Linked DNA regions of Mus musculus: region 2 is linked to region 1. The links are chromatin contacts, called in public Hi-C maps. All regions are on one chromosome and are shown on one strand. The core of a region is the stretch at or near the end of the contact, and the rest is flanking DNA. Distances in the headings are between cores, read along the strand shown.

Region 1 (5,988 bases), core at 1,893-4,392:
ATCTTCCCTTTTTCTATTTATAGTCTAACCATTGGCTAAAACAAGACAAAAAAAAGAAGACAAAATCACCAAGAAAAAACACTCCACCCTGCAAAAAAAGAAACAAACAAAGAAAACCCCAAAGTCATGTTGTACTTGATAGCTTTCAACTCTAAAGTTCTGTTTCTTAGTGTAATAGTGCTAGTTATTGTAACTGGTAAACCTTTGCGTTTCTGTGACCTAGCCAGTATAAATTTTCATCTTACTATTGTACAGTCCAGTGTATGAACTGCAGCTACTCTGAGAAGGGACCTACTCTGGCAGAGACTCTGACAGCTTCACTATGCTTGGCCCACAGATCACCTGCCTCTGCCAGTTTTCTTTCTGAAATGCAAATCTAATAATATCATTTTCTTTGTTATTTTTACTGTGAATTCCTTATTATGTTCAGCATAAAATTCAAGCTCCTTAATTGGCACGGAAGTAGTGCTTTGTTATGAACTTTTCTGTCTCCTATAAAATCTGGACCCATGCATTGGAGAGGTGCTTAAGTACACCTGTGTTTCAACATTTTTTTCACCGTCATATAATGGTTTCTTTTGGCATTGCCTCCTTTTTGATGCCCAGTAGGCACTACAATGTCCATCTGGCAGAAGCCAACTCAATGTCACTCTGATCTTCATGGGTGGCTTCTTCAGAGCAAACATCTGCAGACGATAGACTCGTCTGTATTTTCCGACAACAGCTCTCATTTGACATGATATTATTCCACAATATTTGTATTTTCTTTTTCTTTTTAACCTAAAGCAAGCTTTACAATTACAGCGTACAAAAGAAAATGTTTAAAGCAGTTCTCAGCAGTGTATGTTGGAGGACTATGTTAAAGTAAATGTGTGTTATACATTTTATATTAAAAAAATATTTCACAGAAACATGTTAACTTTCCTTTAAGCTGCTCTTTTCAGCTTTCATGTTGTTCAGAACTAATTCCACATAAGTCCAGTTCACGAATAGTGAAAAGACTGTCTCTTTTGAGAGACCTGGTCTCCGAGTTGTTTACAGATGATGATCTAGGATGCTAAGTGCAGACAAGAACCCTGAGATTCTTTCTGCTTATTTCATTGCCAGCCATATAATGCATGCTAGAGTGAGATAGTAACTTTTTCAAAATATTATAAAAATCCACTGGATAGTTACTGAGCAGAACTAAACCTAGTAAGATATAAAACTATTATGCATGGGACTATGCAATGTTGAAATTTCTTGGGAACTGACATGTTACTTAAGTTTACAAGTGTCATAGAATAGCTGTAATGATATATATTAAATATTAAAATTTTACTTGCATATTTGGTACATTCATTTAAAGAACAACTAATCTCCAAAAAAGTTCCTAATCATTTTCAGTATTTAGGCCTCAGGTGCAAAAGCAAAGGACACAAATAACTCTCATAAAGCTATATGTATTCTACATTACTGAGGGATACTTATAGATAGAAGTGTAGCTTTTTGAGCATAGCATTTAGTTATTTAGATATATAATCACCCAGATTGTGCTATGATATGTTTTTATCCAGGTTGTCCAACATTTCCAATGATACTTTTAAAGATAAGGAATTAAAACAGAGTCCTTTAGTTAAAATATTTCCTCTGTATTTAGCCTTCAAATATTATATGAAACATGTAAAAAGGAAATTGTCTATTAATTCAATTAAGAAGAAATTCATTATATTATACATATTCTTTGGTGAAATTGATATTAAATCTCACAGTTACCTATAAGTCATGATGGAAGCAGTATTGATAATATTTAAGAATTTTCTTTGCACTTTCAAGAGCACTTCAACAGCTATTACATTATTCATACCAACGGATAGCTTAGAATTATTTTGTCCGCATGCCTGCAAAAGCAGATATTTAAGAAATCTAAATGATTTTTTTGAAATTATATAAAGAGTAAATTGTTGTTGAATTAAGAAGTCACAATCAAATCTTCTGATCCTAGGGCTTCAATATTTAAACAACAACAAAAGACAGAAAAGGAAGCTCTTCAAAGGATGAGACCAGGAAGACAGGAGTATTCTCATTCCCCGAGGCTTCAAAGTTGAGGAACTAGTCTTGCCAATTCTAACTGTCTCATTTATTCAAAGAGATAGAGTAGAAAGCTCAGAAGTCTTTAGGGATCCACTCCAAAGGCACTGAATTTGGCATCAAAAACATCCCTAAAGCATACATTGGAGTAGGAGCAAGGCAAGGCAAACATTTGTTGTGACTTTCTTTCTTTTTATATGATTGTATTAAAGTGCTTGCAGGAGCATTAAGGACCAGAAGCATCTAAAGTAGAAAGACCTTTGGGATAACGGTGATCATGAGTTAAAGTTTGGCCTATGGACACAAAAAGCATCTTTCTGTGTTGTAGAAAATAATAAAATCAATTCAGATGAGGCATTCGGGGATAGTAAATCTAAGTTCTGTATCTCTGCCAAAAGTTGCAATAGAAACAGCCGCATTTCCTCCCAGATCTGTTGTGTGTGTTGTTGTTGCCAAATTCACCAGTGTAATGTCCATTAAAATAACATCTTTGGGAAAATAGCACAGTGCCAACATTGCCTGCTAGAATGAGAGAAAACAGAAAATGGTACTTAGGACAATCTCTAATAGACTAACTGTGGGTGTCCAGACTTTAAAAACTCCTCATAAGATACAGAAAAAGGAAGGTATTATCTTAGAACAAAGTTAAGTTTTATCATCAGATTTAATCACAGTTCATAGCAAAAGAATGAAATGTGTCATCACGTCACTGATCTCTGGCTCAGTGATCTTTGTTTTTCAAAGCAATAGCATTGAAATGACTAAAAATGAATATATGTTTAGGAATCTTGCTTATGACTTTAGAGCCTTCTTTGAGTTTGAGGGGTGGGTTCATAATTCTTTTGAGTCAATTCTGTCCCTAAATTCAAGCTTTTAATGGGTGGCTCATTACATTCCTATTCCATTTAATCTGAACCTATTTTTCCCTATCTCCGAGGCATCTGTTTTCTGATTCCCAGTGCCTGAATTTTTCTGAATTTCTTTTTCAGGATAACATGCCTCACTGTGAACACTCTGAATGTCCACCATCATACTCTATATCCTGCTTCATGAAAATGTATCATTGTGAGATTTGGCAATGCTTTTGAAAACACTATTATCTCATTTCTTACACTCTCTTTAAATGTGCTTATTTTCCTGTCATAAGTCGCCCTCTCATGACCCAGACTTGTGAGTCCCACAAATTTGCTCTTAACTCTGACCTTCCTGAAGCTTGCCACTCTTGATTAGACCATCTCTGACTTCCTTTGGTTCAGGATATGGAAGGATGACTACTGTACATGTCATATTTAAACTAGAGATGGTTAACTCTGAACTGTATTGACAAATAGAATTCTGTAGTGATATAACTGCCTTTGGCCCATAATCCTGTAAGGAGTCACAGTGAACTCACAGCCTCACTAACTTGACTTTGGAAGGATTTTTTTTTTATTCTGTCCCAGAATACCTGTCTGATGTGAAGAGCCCTTTAATTCATATCTCTCTAGGCAAGTTCACACACTACATGTGTACAGGTACTATTGACATTTTTGATTGTATGTGTATCCTATTGATTCTGTTTCTGTGAGGAACACAAATGGCAGAATTTTAAAACTGATTTATTCATATTCACAAAATGACATTTTTCTTATCAGACAAAAAGTCTGAAAACCACAAGTGCCTCACTGGTTTATTAACATGATAATTTTATTTGAATCATTTATCTAAATGTACCTTAATTTATTTTTATGAAAACATCATATTATTAAACTTTACATTATTATATGTATCTTAATTTGTTCATTGACCAATATATGATAAATATTTGTCATGGTTGATAATTTTAACATTAATTATTAAGAGAATTCATAAGTTTGAAATATATAAATTACACATTTAGTAGGTGCATCACATGAGTCTAGCAAACCATAATTAATGGATTGAAAGTTATGAGCATTTTAATTATATTAAAACCACTTTGATAATCTCTTCAAATTATAATAAAATTAATAGTGTTCAAATATTTATGTATAATAGAACATACTTATATATTGCATCTTGTCACATGACAAAATTCTTATGTATCTATAGCTGTTTTAGTTAGGATTCCATAGAATTACAGACCAAAAGGATCAATATATCAGCTTGAAAATAGTATCAACAATTAAATCAAACCAGGCAAGCTGAGAAGCTGGCAGGTTCTTGGTCCTTGGGTCTGAATAAAGCCCCAACAGTTGGACCAGTACCACAATAGTTGTTTTTCATAAGGGTAGATTGGTGGCAGTGGCAACTAGTACTGACTTGGTCCACTAGGTGGGGTGGTCATTAGTTCCAGTCTGGCTCCTAAAGCTTAAAGATTGCCAGGGACATAGCATACCTAGTTTATTATGAGTATCTAGAAACTGGTTCTGTTATCAGAAAAAGAATCATCATCAGCCCATTTTTAATGCACTAGTCTTGCGCATTTATGCTTCAATAATCATGCATATATAATATAATATTATTTGTATAAATATAATTAAGTCAGTTTTAACAACGACTGAAGGACTGTAGTGTCCAGAGAGACTCTACAAATACAGAACACAGTCTCATGTATCCACATTTCTCTATGAAAATACTTATAGCAGGTTTAAGAATGGGTCTTTTGATAAAATATTCAGCATATCGCGTGGTTTTTATTTTTCAGGCATTATTTTTGCTTACTTGTAATTGAATTGTTCTTTCAAAATAATGGCTTGGTCACTGGCTATCGCAATCTGGAAAACTGGCTCCACCTCTCACCTGCCACACTCTGGAAAGTCCTGCACCTCACCTGGACAGCACAGTAGCGGATAGCCCTGGTGTCAGGGGAATTGGAAAGCCAGCCAAGCGGGCATGAACATAGACAGGGAAGACCTGGTTCCCCTTAGGCCTTCTTCTTTTCCACCTGTGGCAGTTAAGAGAGCTAGAGCAGCCCTGCCCCTTGCAGCTGCAGCAAATAACGAGATCCGGTCCTGTACCTCACCTGGGCTGTACATTAAAACTGACCCTGATGACAAAGATACAGATGAGCCATCCCCCAGGGTGTGAGAGGAGGAAAGCTGTCCCATCCCTAGCTGCAGGACTTGAGAGATTGTCCCTACACTTCAACTGGGCAACACAGTAGCCCTGGCTCTTGTGGTACAGTGCTGGTGAGCTGGCCCCAAGGGCAGAGCAGCTTAAGCTCCTAGCTGGCTGCTGCGTTGGGTGAGCTAGCTGAGTTAGTGCTGGAGAGTTTGCCCTGGTGGTATGGGTGCTAGAGAGCTAGAAGGCTGCCCAACTCAGCACCCGGGTCCAGATCCAGGGCTTTGAGTTGGCTGACCCCAACGTCTACCTTTTCTATGAACTGCCGAAGCATGTGAAGGGTCCTGTCCTGCAGAACTAAAGCTAGAGCCTCTCTTTCACACAGAGCAACACCAGGAGATCCGAGAAAAGTCCCAGTAACAAGCAATCCAATATTGAGAGTGCAGCAGAAGCCAGAGGCCTCGAACTAGGTCAGTGATTAATTGATATGAACATTTGCAGCAAAGATGTGTGGACACAAAGGTATACTGTAACACACTATAATATCCACAATGAGATGTTTATTATTATTATTATTATTATTATCATAATTTTCTTCTGGTGAGGAAGTTGCAAGAGCAAAGGGTACAAAGGATACAAAGGGACAGGGATATCAGTCAGTGAAGAATCAGTTGAACATCTTTAAAAATAAAATAAAATAAAGGGTTGGCAAAACAATTTTATTTTTAATTAAGAAAAAATTATCGTGATAGTTAAAATAAAACCTATTCTTTTAAAAAACTATTTATTGGTGTTATTTCAAAGTTTAGATTGTTATTAAAATATAGCTGGGTATTTCAAAACTATGCTCCAAATGTAATGATGAGGAGAGAATAAGAATACCTAATTTAAACTATA
Region 2 (5,988 bases), core at 1,564-4,063, 110 kb before region 1:
ATTATTTTTAGTTCCTTCTGAGGGCTGCAGCTCACTATTCCTGCCTAGCATTCTGGGAACGTATCAGATCACGTGACTGGCCTGGATAAATATACAGTACTGAACTTCATAGAAAATGAACAGACTATGTTTTGGACTATATATGTACACACACACACACATACTCAATAACCATTAGTGGAGAAAAAAGAAGCTACAAATTTAGAGGAGAGTGGGCAGGGGTGTGTGTCAGAGTTGGGAGAAAGGAAAGGGAAGGAAGAAATATTGCAAGTATATCACAATCTCGAAATTAAAAATAAAGCTACAGTTTCTAATGAATACATATCACTTTCACACTGAAATATAATGTCTGAAAACTATGCCATCATTAGTTATAGGAAAGCTGTAATTCCCTTCTGATATGTGTAGAGCGTCTATTTCATTTCCAACATTGATGAGAAGCATGGGTATTCAAGACAGGGCTTCTTCGTGTAGCCCTAGAATTCCCTGAACTAGCACAAGGCTAGCCTTGAAATTAGCAATCTGCCTCTGCCTGGCAAGGACTGGGATTACAGGAATATACCACCAACACCACCAACACCCTGTTGAAAAAGAGAACAATAAGCCATATTTTGACTTATTAGGAGGAAACTGAAAATGCCCAGCATTTTTACTTTGATTTTCCTTGCTTACCCTCTTAACATCGTTGCAGTAACTCTGTAGTGATAGTTTAAGTAAGGAGTCTTTCAAAGTCTTACATGGTTTGTAACTTTAATAGAATATAACACACAGCGTGCCACCTGTAAGCAAGCTCTTCTTTTGGAGCACAGCTGGAATCACTTGAGCCTCTCAGGCCTATCTATGTTACTTGAGTTCCCTTTAAAACCACCTTGATTAGTTGACCTGATATACTTCCATACTATAAGTCCGATGGAAAAGAGGGTGGCAAAATTTTTATGGAATATTATTTTTAATTGAATGTGCCCTCTTAAAAGAACAATTTAATTGAGATTTAATAACTCTATAAAAGATAAATCTAGCTGCCATGTAATAAACAGTAATTAATTAGTTAATATCAATTAAATACTAAAAATATTAATTTACATTTTATGTCTAACTACTGTAATTCGCTATAGCTATCTTATTAAATGCTAATTAAATTCCTAAATATTCTTACAAATTTAATGCATTAATAACAAGAACGTAAGTACATATTTACTATATCTGCACTTCTGAGTTCATTACATGGCACTGAGATTTATCTCTTTTGCAGTAATTAAATATACTAAGCAAACCTCAGTAACTTTTCCTAACACAGACCATCACTGTTTTATTAATTTCAAATTAAATGCTCATTTCAGGTTTTTAATCTACAGCTGCCCCAAACAATTTTCTACGGGCAGAGCAAAGGTTATTGTGTGTTTAATTAAAGTTTATTTTCTTAAACTTTGGGTGCGAGATTTCTAAATATGACTCATGCTTTCTCAGAATAGCTGGTAGTAACCTTTTGATAACAATATTCATTAACATTTTTCTCTATATGTCATGTTCTTCTTCTGTGTTATCTTCATTCTCTGTTTAACTGAGTCTATAACTCTTAGGAGTTTTTGTCTTTCTGTTTGTGTCAAACCAGCAAAGATATTCCTTTCCTTCTTCATCATTAAAAGATAGAGTTATTAATAGCATCACAGAGAGACAGAGAGAGAGAGAGACAGAGAGAGAGAGAGACAGAGAGAGTCACAGAGAGAGAGAGACAGAGAGAGAGAGAGCAGAAAAGCATCCCATATGATATTTGTAAGCAAAGTGAGACCAGCTGGAAAAGCTGCGAGAGGAAGCAGCCTCTGCCAGGGTTCCAGCCTCAGGATGATTTCCCAAAGACGAAGGGAAAATACAGTCCTTGCATGTATCAGATGATTTAGAATCTTCAGTGCTTCCAGATATGATGGGGGACGTCATAAAGACAGGAGGCTGCTGTGCAGCAAGGAAAGCACATTAGCTATTAACCTTCCCCCAGCCGATCAACTTTATTTTGCAATCTTCCCTCAGAACCATTAGAATACCCTGAAGAAATAACTTTCCAATTAAAAAGGATCTCAGAGAACAAAGCCATTTTATCTCTGACTCCTGGTGTTCTTTATTCCAATAATTTAAATTGGAATTGATTTTTCAATTTAGCCGTTGACTTGCTATGGACACATAGCAGAAAAGGCCGAACAGAATTGCATGGCTGAAATATTTGTCTTTGTGATGTACTTCTCATAAATTCACAGGACTCCCCCTCCCTTGAAATGTATTTTCTTTGGCTGCCTTGCCTTAGACAACAGCTTTTTAGCACAGCATGGGCAAACTGAGAAAAACACGTCCACCATGATCTCAGAGATCTCACCCTCATTCCTTATAGATTTGTCTAATTGCTAAATCCTCTGGAAAATAAATAAAACAAGCTTATCAAATAATAGGCATTCTTGAAGCCCCACTATGTCTGCTAATTTTTCAGTAAGATTTAATTTATTTAAAAAGTAGATTCCTTTTCAATATATTTTTGATTCAAAAATATGCTTTAAAAGATATTGGATTTCTCCATAAATTCGGTAATTATTGATAGCTAAAAATATTATATTTCAATTAACACTTAATTAAATACTTCAAATGCTAAATTGCACTTTATTATTCTTTTTATGTTTGATAGTAAAGGGGCAACCAATAATTACTTCAGCATTTGGTAACAGTTCCAGCCTCTTGTCTGAAAATTTCTGACTGTTTACTCTGTGACCTTAGAAGAAATGCCACAGCCTTTGTCAGGGCCCCTTCCTGTTTCCTCACCCTGTCACTCCAGCAGGTGTCCCTACTTTCCTTTGTTTCAAAGCTCAGTCCCTCTTCTGAGATCATTACTGATGTGAATTGCAGGCTTGAAAGGAAATCCTGAGCTCATAACATTGTTTAACGTTTACTAAACATTGCATTGCTTAGTATTCAGACCCCATGAGGCTTTTGCTGTTCATTGTCTCTTAGATGATTGTCTGAAGGCATAACCTCAGAACCTGTCCTTGAAAAGTAAGTAGGAAAAAAAAAAAGAAAGAAAGAAAGAAAGAAAGAAAGAAAGAAAGAAAGAAAGAAAGAAAGAAAGAAAGAAAGAAAGAAAGAGAAAAAAATAAAAAGGAAAGAGGGGAAAAAAGAGGAAGAAAGCTCTCTTACCAAACCAAGAACAAAGGAGAACATGGAACCAACTAGAAAGTGCCTCATAGCAGGAATTTAGGACTAGGATTTTCAGGGCTAACATGGTTAACTGGCTGCAAGCATGGGGATATGAGTTGAGATGTCCAGCATCCTTTATATTGTGAGGAGGATCCTGAGCGAGCTTCTTTCGAGCCAGACAAATCATTGTAAGTGACAACTTTTCTGGAAAACTGAAGATAGCGATCAGCAGGTATAATATGCATGTATGAAACTGTCAAGGAACAATTTAATTCATACTAAAATAATAATTTAGCAAATAACTAATCATCATGAATATTTTGGATGTCTTAAAAATACACTGCCTGTTCTTTCATCCCATTGATTTGGGCTTACACTAAAATATGAATATGATCTCTAATCTTAACATTGTTGATTCGTTGCCAGTTCCTTGAGTGTTGTTTAATTTCTTATAAATGTACTTAGGCAGAAAAAGATTTTCAAAGCTAAGGTAAACCAAGTGAACAGTAGAGGGTAGCTAACTCGGACCTCTAGCCTCATGCCTGACTCTGACTTCTGACCTCCGGAGGCACACAGGCACACAGACACACACAAGCACACACTACACAAACACCACGCAAACACACACACACACACACACACACACACACACACACACACACACACACACACTATGATTTGCTACTCCACTTTTTATGCAAAACAGTGTTAGGAATCTAGTTGGTATTCAAAAATCTGCTGACTCTATGAATTATCCTGAAGTTTCCATCTGATTTTCTTCTCCGTAGCCAGTTATAAATTAATGCAGTGAAAAAAAATACTTCTAGTAAATATGATAAATGTACTTCTGTACTTACTACTGTAGCAAGTAAGTAGATATAAGCTCCAACTACACATTTCTGTTATAGAAGCCTGGCGGTTTGGCACTAGTCCTTCACTTCCAGATGTTGTATGATCTATATTTAAAAATGATTAAAATAATCTGTGTCATGTGCCATGAGAGATCATGTGGCTAGGAGAAGCATGCATTCTTTTCTAAGCAACATAGGAATTATAAGAAATGCTTTTGCAGCAGTAGCTTGTGAGACATTGAAAGAGAACTCTTGTGTGTGTTTGACACCTCTCTAATCACCAGAAAATACACTCAACAAAAATTCCTATCTTCTTGTACCCTGCAATCTTAAAAAACAAACAAACCATGTTAAAAATAAGTTAAGAGGTCAAAAAATATGCACTGGGGGCTGGAGAGATGGCTCAGCAGTTAAGAGCACTTCTAGAGGTCCTGAGTTCAATTCCCAAGGATGTGGTGACTCAAAACCATCTGTAATGGGATCTGATGCCCTCTTCTGGTGGGTCTGAGGAAAGCAACAGTGTACTCACATAAAATAAATACATAAATCTTTTTAAAAAAATGCATTGGAATGAAATGTGAGACCGCTAGCTAGAGTAGCAAATTGGTGAGGACTCAGAGCAGAAGGTGGGTGGTTAGAAGAAGGATGCTTAGAAAAATTCACTAAGAAACTAGCTGTTTACAGGGGTGGATATTGTGATGTAAGTGCTTTCCAAGAAAGAGCAGATTGTAAAAAGTTCTAGTCCAAGAGTGTGCTCAGGGGATTTGACAGCAAGTAGCCAGTGTGGTATAAATAAGCCTGGGAGACCTTAGGTTCCAAAGGGCTTTGTCGTGCACTGCAGGGACAATGGCTGTTATCCTATCAGAGAGAGACCCATTGACAGTTTCTCCTGTATCATTCCCATCTTACTTTAAATGAACAGAAAGTTCTTGTTGCCAGACCTGTTTTAACACCCCCGCCCCATCCCCAGCCTCTGGGTGAAGGGTCATGGTGATTTTTTTAAACAAAGCTTTCATCTTCAGACCTCATATTATAGACTCTAGAGACAGTATCTTTTATTTTTCTTTCTTTTTTCCCTCTTGGCCCAAAACATTTTCTTTGTCCAGCTGCAATACTATTGCCAGCTCTAGTTGTCAGTGACTCTTGCCTGCAGAGGCACCCATCTTTATGACTCCTCATCTATATCAGATAAGGGCTCCATAGGTGGTTGATAGAATATCCTCCTACCTGCAGGAAGATAAACTGTAATTAAAGCCATGCTGGTTTAGCTTGAGGTCTTTCTGTTTACACATTCTGGTCCTTTATATTTTAGACACTGAGGCCTCTATTACTGTATTTCATAGCATTCCCTCACATAATATTCCTGTAGTGTGAAACCTACTTGTATACTGTTTCTCCAGCAATCACTTTCTAGCATTCCTTTAACCTCTAACCTAAATCATCATGTATTTTCTCTCTTCACTAGATCTTTGCCTCAGAATTAAATCTGACAGGAAACCAAAACCCAACTCTCTTGTGAAATTTAGTGCTCACTTAGTCTCTACCCTATTAGCCGTTCTTTATTACAGTTCCTCAGAAATAGTTATTATCATAACCAATTTGTTTTGTTCAATTTTTATTTCTGTTTTCTCCAAACTTATTTGAACAAAGCTTCTATTTTTCTTTTCTAACTTGTTTGCTAAAATACATTTAGCAAAGGAATTTCCTAAACCCGATAATCAGATTCATCTGCCAGACTTCAATCAAATTGTATTTGATCAGCATGGTTGTTCTTGTCTCTTTAAACCTTTTCTTTGTATTCCTAGATACATGTCAACCCCAGTTCCATTATACTCATTAGCCAGCCTTCCATGATCTTGAGTATTTGTGATCATGGCAAACTCTTTTCTCATTTACTTAGTGATGCTTCTCCTTGGTAACTGAGGTAGTCTGCACTACTCTGGTGTACTCTAAAATTTTCCAT

The links. Hi-C and Micro-C count contacts between places; a contact is called where the count stands out from the background.
Region 2: a Hi-C map of cerebellum shows a contact between it and region 1, with 1.8 times the contacts expected there. The contact joins two enhancer-like sites. A contact is called at or near these places in 7 of 39 promoter capture datasets (the C10 cell line, the HPC-7 cell line, HPC-7-derived erythroid cells and 3 more) and 3 of 484 Hi-C or Micro-C datasets (the G1E-ER4 cell line, the HPC-7 cell line and cerebellum).

Annotation. Positions count from the first base shown.
Region 1 is chr14:97,445,370-97,451,357 of GRCm38.p6, reverse strand. No RefSeq gene overlaps it. Among named protein-coding and RNA genes, the nearest start is that of Gm23276, 110 kb to the right of the region's middle. Within about 2 kb of position 3,142, at least 3 of the 459 cell types and tissues checked have an H3K27ac peak or open chromatin away from gene starts, as enhancers often do. A contact at or near this core is called in cerebellum, where this site is marked.
Region 2 is chr14:97,556,611-97,562,598 of GRCm38.p6, reverse strand. No RefSeq gene overlaps it. Among named protein-coding and RNA genes, the nearest start is that of Gm23276, 220 kb to the right of the region's middle. Within about 2 kb of position 2,813, at least 22 of the 459 cell types and tissues checked have an H3K27ac peak or open chromatin away from gene starts, as enhancers often do. A contact at or near this core is called in cerebellum, where this site is marked.